Linked DNA regions of Sus scrofa: regions 1 and 3 are each linked to region 2. Evidence: chromatin contacts called from public HiChIP or PLAC-seq and promoter capture Hi-C data. All regions are on one chromosome and are shown on one strand. The core of a region is the stretch at or near the end of the contact, and the rest is flanking DNA. Distances in the headings are between cores, read along the strand shown. Region 1 overlaps LOC100622535 (leucine-rich repeat-containing protein 9). Region 2 holds the start of DHRS7 (dehydrogenase/reductase 7). Region 3 holds the start of PPM1A (protein phosphatase 1A).

Region 1 (2,709 bases), core at 164-2,663, 88 kb before region 2:
GTTTTTCTCCTTTTTACTCTAAAACTCCTCGCAATTTGGGGGGGAGGGGAGCACAGTCTTTAAGGCATTAGCCTGCTGTGACCCTCCTTAGCCTGGCAAAGCAATAAAGCTGTTTTTTTCTCCTTTACCCAGAACTCTGTCTCTGTGTTTCAATTCGGCACTGACAGACAGGACCAAATTCTGGCAACAATAGTACTTCCTAAAGGAAGTGCCAAACTATGAGTGCACCTAGCCATTCAAGCTCTAAGAATAAAAGCGTACTATTTTATACTCAAAATTCATTAAATGTGCCTATAGTGATACAATTTTACAAGCGCATTTTAGGCTAAGTAAAACACATGCTCAAACAGAGTGGACACATTTAAAATTTGGACTCAACTGGAGTTCCCGTCGTGGCGCAGTGGTTAACGAATACGACTAAGAACCATGAGGTTGCGGGTTCAGTCCCTGCCCTTGCTCAGTGGGTGCCGTGAGCTGTGGTGTAAGTTGCAGACGTGGCTTGGATCCCGAGTTGCTGTGGCTGTGGCAGAGGCCAGCGGCTACAGCTCCGATTCGACCCCTAGCCTGGGAACCTCCATATGCCGCAGGACCGGCCCAAAGAAATAGCAAAAAGACAAAAATAAAATAAAATAAACTTTGGACTCAACTGAATTTCACTGTAAATAATTTTTCTAAAATACACTGCATAGAAAAAAATCAATCAAACATGGTATTGAATGTATTAAACACAGTTCTTAATGATGAAATTGCCCATCATATTTTCTATCAATGGGCTCCATGATTCATGAAGTATTCTATTTAAATTTTGCAAGTGGTGGTTCAATACTACATGTAATTTTCATATTATTTTATGTGTTCCCTACATGAAAATAAATTATTTTTACTAAAATATTTGTATTTTATAATTTATCTGGAAATGGTCTTAAGGATATTTTGGAAACTAATTCCAATGTGTATGCAACAATTTTGTATCTTTTCTCTTCTTTAGATACTGTATGTTTGTAATTTAATCATGTAATTTTTAAAAATTCAAACCTGGAGTTCCCATTAGGGCTCAGCTGGTTAAGAACTCAGCTGGTATACATGAGGATGCAGGTTCGATCCCTGGCCTCACTCAGGGGGTTAAGGATCCACTGTTGCCATGAGCTGCAGTGTAGGTCGCAGATGTTGCTCGGATCTGACGTTGCTGTGGCTGTGGTGTAGGCTGGCAGCTGAAGCTCCCATCTGACCCAAAGCCCAGGAACTTCCATGTCGCGATAGTGTATCCCTCAAAAATAAAATAAAATTTCAAACCTAATACAGATTGGTTTTACCCTTCTTAACATGTGGTTTTTAAACAACTATTACTCTAAGGTAGAAAAAGAACTTTGTTTATAAAGCAACTATGCAGTTCTTAAGATGTCCAGAAGATGTCTTTGTTGCCCTTTAATTTTGACAGCTGCTTTTAGTACAGTGTTATGATAAGTATCTGCTCTTCACTATCTGTTAGTAACGTGGCATCATCTTGCTTTTTCTTTCTCTTATGATTATGTGTAAATGAAATACTCAATATACACTACTTTTATAATAAAAAGTGTCTTTGTAAATAATAAACTGGATGGGAAAAATAAAGTAACAGTTTTTTACCAGAGAAAAATTTATAAGAGTAGAAAAGTATAAAGCAGTATATTATCCAGTATCTACTTAACATTTGACATTTTTTTAGCCATTTTTCCTATGCATTTGTAATATATTTGAGAGCCATCATTTTATTTTTATGAACATACTGTTAAATTCTGAAATATCATTTTTATTATAATTTCTTTTTGGCTATGCCAGCGGCATGTGAAAGTTCCCCGGCCAGGGATCGAACCAATACCACAGCAGCAAACCAAGCTGCTGCAGTGACAATGCTGGATCCTTAACCCACTGCGTCACAAGAGAACTATAATTTTTTTTAATCTGAATTTCTTCTTGAAAGCAAATTTGTATTACATAATTTAATAGTAACACTAAGAATAATAATAAACATATATTTAGGTATTGCTAGGTGCTGCACAGAAAACAGACACTGACTCAACCTTAAGAACATTTTAATATAAATATACAATAATTCCATATAAAAGCAATGAAGGGGATGATTTCTAAGATAATTTGACCCAGTAGCTCTGAATTTTTTTCTGCCATGAGAGCAGATGATGCTGACATGATGCACAACATACTCCCCTGGGAATGCCTAGGTAGGTAAATGCCTAGGTAGGTTAAGCTATTGGTTACACACATTTCTTAAAGCAGTAGCTATAACTTCATCCCCTTGCTAGTCAACAAAATAAATGAAAATGTAATTGAACGAGAAGTGTTTTTACAGAAATGACTTCAGATCTGCTTTAAATTATTTTTTTTAGTAAACCATTCACCAACTGCAAAATTTTAAATTATTAATAACACACTTCACAACTGATTATCACAAAACCAGAAAAGAACGCTGAATATATATAAACCACTAGTCTATTTTACATGGTTTATCCTACTAACAAACCTATGAAGAAGATTTGACATGTATTGTCTTCATGTGTCTTTTTTATTTTTATTTTTGCTTTTTAGGGCTGCACCCGTAGCATATGGAAGTTCCCAGGCTAGGAGTCAAATCTGAGCTACAGTTGCTGGCCTACACCACAGCCACAGCAACGCAAGATCCAAGCCACATCTTCGATCTACACCACAGCTCAC
Region 2 (2,700 bases), core at 188-2,687:
TTGAAATGTTAAGGGATAATATTTTGTCAGGTTGGGTTGAGCTTTGGACGGGCATAAAACACTACACCATCTAAGATTTTTTTCGGTCCCTAAGAATCAATTTTCACCCTTGCAGAAGCTATATGCACCCCTTCCTTCCCTGGCCCCGTTTTTAAAGCAAATTAGTTATCACTTCAAAGCAAACCTTCTTTCATACAGAAAACTAGGTCCGGGGAAACCCCACTTCCCTCCAGCCCTTATGAATCCAAAGCCTAGCTCTGGGCAGGTCACTGAACTTCTCCGAACATGTTTCCCTACCTGGCAAATAAGATTAATAATGCCTGCTTTATAAGTGTCATTGTAAATGAACAGTTCTGTGTGAACACTGTTTAGCACATAGAATGCGTTTAGTTAATGACGATCAAATATGAAGCAGGGCACAGATAAAAAATGAGATAGGCAGGACGCCCTTTAGTATGACAGTCTTGCTCCTGGCAAAACACCAATCCAGTTTTTGCTAGTTATACTTTTAACGCAATAAATAGGCAAGTATGTGGGTGACTGTGGAATATCTCAAATTTTATTTCACAACTCTGACTAGCGTAAGAAATGGAAGATGAACAACCTCACGAAGTAGAAAAACTAGTCCTCAAAAGGAGGTTGGTTCCTTTGCAAACGCAGTTTCGCAAAGTATTATCCTCCAACACTTCATCAAAATCCCTCAGGGTTAGGAACTGAGAAAGCTGAGGGTGCGCTGCCAATTCCAGCGCTCTCGCTGCTCTTTAACTCTGGCTACCAGGCAAGTCCACATGGTCCAGGACAGAAGACAAAACGCCTCGGCCCCTTCCTCCCCAAACCGCAGCCCCCGGGAAAGGCGCAACCTCGTCGCCCGGAAGTTCCACGCACCCGGAGGGACGCGGAGAAAGGCGGAGAACCGACCGCACAGAACCCGGCCGTCCACTCCGGAAAGGCGGCTGCGGGTCCTCACCTGGGCGTCGCCCCTGCCACTCGGCCCACAGCAGGGTCAGGTCGCCATCTGCCCGCAGGAAGCGCAGGAGCTGCACCACGAGCGCGAGCAGCACGCATAGTGCCAGCAGCCAGAGAAACAGCTCCCAGCTCATCACCGCCGCGCACGCCCTGCTTTGCGGAGACAGCTAATAGAGATAGCTAGAGCGACCCACGAACCCTCCGGACCTGGTCTGAGCCGCGCAACTGCGCGAGTGCAACGGCGCAGCCGTCGCCCCGCCCACCCCTGGCCAGGGCGGACCGGGAGTGCAGGCTGGAAGCGGAGCCGCCCTGGGCTCAGGGAGTTGGGCGTGGGGGACGCCGACGCTGTCATCGCTCCTTAGGTTTCGCCTGCCAGGGCTCCCAGTAAAGAGTTGCAGTAGAAGCAGACGGCGTGGATGACAGATGCTTGGCGATACTGCATTTGGTACAGTAATCAAGAACGGTTAACAGTTGTTTTGAGGCCAAATAGTTTTCGAAGATCTAGTTGTGTCGAGAGGAAGAGCACAAATATTACAACGAATAAATTTGGCTTCTTCCTCCCCACTTCTTAACTTTCTTTAGATGAGCCCAACAAAGCACCAATTTGTTTTCCATCCCAGCCCACCCCCTCACCGAATTAGCCCAAGGGTTGAGTGGGATTGGCCTAAATTTGAAAGTGACCCTGGCCCCATTGCTGAATAAGAAAGTGCAGCTTGGGCAGCACTTGACCTTGAGCGTAATGCTAGGAGTACCAGTTGGGGATTTGAGCCAACTCAGTTGGAGTCCAGGTAGCTGGGCCCTCAGCAATCCTGAGTAAATTATTTCTGCACCCATAAAGAATATGTAATTTAAATGAGAAAATGCCTGTGAGGGACACAGTGACTCAAACGCAGTAATCCTAGTAATCCTTTCTTTCGTAATTATTATAACTAATTATCATTATTAATTATTCTTCATTATTTCTATTATACTTATCATTTTTTGGACTCCAACCTGAAAAGCAGGGATTTTGTTTATAAACTTCTACATTCTGCAACTCTAGTTCTCCTTATACCTGAAAGCCATAAGAATGTTTGCATTGTATTGAATTAGAAAATTGACAGAACACTGTAAACCAACTATAATAGAAAAAATAAAAATTATTATGAAAAAATTGAGAGTTCCCACTGTGGCACAGTGGAAACAAATCCAACTAGTATCCATGAAGATGCAGATTCAATCCCTGGCCTCACTCACTGGGTCTGCTGCCATCCAATGTTGCCCTGAACTGTGGTGTAGGTCTCAGACTTGGCTCAAATCCAGGGTTGCTGTTGCTGTGTATGTGGTGTAGGCTGCTGGCTGCAGCTCAGATTCAACCCCTATCTGGGAACTTCCATATGCCTTGGGTGTGGCCCTAAAAAAAAAAAAAAAAAAATTCATTGTGGCGTTGTTCTGGGTTCCTGGAGGAAGATGTGCCCTTAGCTAAACCTTGACTCTGACTAATGGTTTATCCTGATCACAACTTGAAATAATATTGCTCAGGAGTGACTCTTATTAGCTTGCTGCCTTTGCAGTATAGGCTTTTATTTTTTTTTTTCCTGAATAGCCATATTCAATTTTATTTTTTTATTAATCTTATTTTTTATTGTAATTGTTTTACATTGTTCTGTCAATTTCTGTCATACATTTATACACACTCTTTTTTTTCTTATAATTGACTTTCCAAATAAGGTACTTAAAAGTAATATTACCAGC
Region 3 (2,703 bases), core at 62-2,561, 78 kb after region 2:
AGGCATGTAGGAGTTCCTGGGCCAAGGATTAAAACCGTGCCACAGCAGTGACAACACCCGATCCTTAACCCCTAGGCCACCAGGGAACTCCCAAGAGCATCTTTTTTAAACACTGATTTTTCTTTTAAACTTCTGTGCCTGGAAATGTGGTATAAGTCAAATCCCTGAGCAGGTTAAACCTCTGACAAGAGAGGGAAAGCATCCCAGCCAATGGGAAACCCTGCTGGTGATGTACTGCTCTCCAGTTCTGATTCATTGGCCGCCTAGGGTTTGTCATTGTATCCCTGGCGTCTGCAAACGGCGTGGGTCGGGTTGTCTGCAGTCTAGCTAGCTAAACTGGATTCTGGCCACCTGCACGTGCAACTGGGTTTAACAGATCTCTAAATTTTCATAGCAGCAGCTGCCACATTTTTGATAATCCTCCAGATTTTGAAAAATCCTTCGTTCCTTTAACCTCACTGGAGGTGGTTGGATGTCCCCTGTGACAGAATCACGTGACTGTCTAATAAGTGCAAATAAATACAATGTGGAACCCCACGAGCTACAGACGAAAAACCACCAGAAACTCAGAGCATGTGCCTTGTGCGTGTATCAGGGGCACTCGCGTGTGGGTGGGTGGTAGTAGGGTGAGAGTGTTGCTGCCCTTTGGGACCCGAGATGTGTGGCTAGAGCACCTGCGTAGGTCTCCCGAGGTCGCTGGGGCAAGGATGGCTCCGGAAGTGTGGAGGCTTGAGGGAGAGGGATCTGGCGGTGGCCTGACAACAAGCATGCCTTAGAGCCGCAGCAGCTAGGCCGCGATCAGGCCGCAACTGTAAGGGAGAGAAGTCGACAGCACAAGGTCGGTCCTCGGCCTCTGTAGACTGCGTCTTCCCCGGGAATGGGGTATCTATCTGCAGACAGACGGTAGCCCAGCGAAAGGAGGCGCGGACGCCCTAGGGGGGATGCCGAGTCCGGGCTCGGAGAGTATCCCCATTCCTGAGGCTCATACAGTCACACCTCTGTCCAGTCCCCAGGGCCAGGGCAGGAAGCCCCATGTCCCGGTTCCGTTCCGGGATTCGGACGCTCGTTTGTGGCTCTGCCTAGGGGCCGGGCGGCGAGGCCACTGCTACGAGAGAAGCTGGGTAGGGCAGTGACATCACCTGCACCCCTCCCCCGTTAGCCAGCGCGCGCTGCAGTTCCTGCCCAACGACATCCGGGTCTCTCCAGCTGCTCCGCCGCGCCGCAGCTGTAGGGGCCTCTGAGCCCACGGGGCGGAGCGTGGCAGGCGGAGGCGTGGGGGAGGGGTAGTACGGCACCGTCGTGAGCGCGCCTGCGCGGGGACGCGCTGGAGGCGGCGGCGGCGGCGGCGGCGCTAGGGGCGGGAGCGCGCGCGGGAGCGAGGGAGCTGTGGTCTCCGCACTGGCCCGGCCCGCAGCTTCGGGTGCTCCGGCAGCGGCAGCTCGGCAGCCGGTGGTTGGGGAGGGGGGTGGGGGGGCGCTAAGGCAGGTGGGGTGCGTAAGCGATGAATCTTCGGCTCTTCCTCCTCCTCCTCCGGGACCCGCTCTCCGCCTCCCGCTCCAACGCCCGGATGATCTGAGCCGCGAGGGCGCCGAGAGCCGGGGGCCCGGACGCAGCCCGGCTCCTCCCCTCCTCCGCCCCCTCCCCGGCCTGACCTGGCCGGCCGCCGCCGCGGTGACCCCCTTCCCGCCCCCTCCCCGGCCGCCGCAGCCTCGGCCGACCAGGGACCTGCCTGCCCGCGGCTGCTCCGGGTAAGCGCGACGCTGGGGCCGAGGGCGGGCGGGCGGCGCGGGCCTGCGCGGCAGCGGCCAGGCCTAAAGCCTGGGGCCTGTAAACAAGCCGGGCGTCTGCCCGGGCGCTCCCGGGAGGAGACGCGACAACTCCACCCCCTGGCCCGGCCTCCTCCCCCGAGCCGGGCGGCGGACTACGAGGGGTTAACGTTCTGCGAGGGCGGTGGCGGGCAGGCGGGGGCGGGGTGTTTGTGGCGGCTGCGCGGGGAGGGGGCGCGACCCTCCGGGTGCAGATGCCGGGCGGGGTGTTTGCGGCCGCTCGGCCGGGTAGGGCCGTCGGCGGGCCAGGCCTGCCCCGACCGGAGATGAACCCGCGGAACTTTCCCTGAGCGGGGAGGGGGCGTACGGCGCCCCCAACCGCCCGGCCACCCCGGGCTCCAGCCCCTGGAGGGAGGCCGCGAGAAAGAAGAGGAGAAGCTTCCTTTGGACCGGACTTGGCCTTGAAACACCAAATTCTGGAGAGTTTTTGCTTCAGGTTTTATAGAGGGTAGAGCTTAGAGTGAGGCTTTTTTAGAACTCAAGTCAGTGATACCTCCAATTCATTCATTCCTAAAGCATTGAACAAATTCATTGAAGTAAATGGTACTGATTTCTTTTCGTCTTTTAAACCGTGTTAATTGTGTGAGTAAAAGTTCTTGATGCTAGAGTTTGGTCGAGGTATGATACTTTTCTGCTTGTAGATTTTTAATATTTTCTTGAAAGACTGCTGGCTCTGGAGGGCCTCTACCAACAGCGGTTTTAGATATGTTTTGAAAATTTCATCGCTTGAGGTATTTCTTTTTTTTTCCTCAAGCACCGCATGGTACTTAAAAATTTACAAAGGTCGTACTTAAGTTGTCCAAGCCAAGAAAGCTATTCGCCCTGTCCACCCCAACCCTAAATTTCCTGCTGATTGGTGTAATGAGCCGAATGCATT

The links. Promoter capture Hi-C pulls out the DNA fragments that hold promoters and counts their contacts. HiChIP or PLAC-seq counts read pairs in DNA pulled down with a chosen protein or histone mark.
Region 1: a contact with region 2 is called in a promoter capture Hi-C map of skeletal muscle, with 4 times the contacts expected there. The contact joins the enhancer-like site here to the promoter of DHRS7 in region 2. A contact is called at or near these places in 3 of 5 promoter capture datasets (fetal liver, liver and skeletal muscle), 19 of 47 Hi-C or Micro-C datasets (adipose tissue, alveolar macrophages, blood and 10 more) and 1 of 2 datasets of contacts at active chromatin or transcription factors (alveolar macrophages).
Region 3: a contact with region 2 is called in an H3K27ac HiChIP or PLAC-seq map of alveolar macrophages. The contact joins the promoter of PPM1A here to the promoter of DHRS7 in region 2. A contact is called at or near these places in 5 of 47 Hi-C or Micro-C datasets (embryonic fibroblasts, heart right ventricle, liver and 1 more) and 2 of 2 datasets of contacts at active chromatin or transcription factors (alveolar macrophages and skeletal muscle).

What each region holds. Positions count from the first base shown.
Region 1 is chr1:189,081,603-189,084,311 of Sscrofa11.1, forward strand. LOC100622535 (leucine-rich repeat-containing protein 9) reads left to right here. Exons shown (of 29, transcript XM_021062251.1): 29 at 1-127. Among named protein-coding and RNA genes, the nearest start is that of DHRS7, 88 kb to the right of the region's middle. Within about 2 kb of position 1,414, at least 1 of the 83 cell types and tissues checked has an H3K27ac peak or open chromatin away from gene starts, as enhancers often do.
Region 2 is chr1:189,169,308-189,172,007 of Sscrofa11.1, forward strand. It overlaps DHRS7 (dehydrogenase/reductase 7), which reads right to left and starts at 1,438. Exons shown (of 7, transcript NM_001244160.1): 1 at 968-1,438. The coding sequence starts at 1,100. It overlaps LOC102157689 (a long non-coding RNA gene), which reads left to right and starts at 1,275. Exons shown (of 5, transcript XR_002335513.1): 1 at 1,275-1,411.
Region 3 is chr1:189,247,663-189,250,365 of Sscrofa11.1, forward strand. It overlaps PPM1A (protein phosphatase 1A), which reads left to right and starts at 1,312. Exons shown (of 6, transcript XM_021062341.1): 1 at 1,312-1,748. It overlaps LOC110259569 (basic proline-rich protein-like), which reads right to left. Exons shown (of 5, transcript XM_021085056.1): 2 at 1,826-2,242; 3 at 1,140-1,791; 4 at 675-809.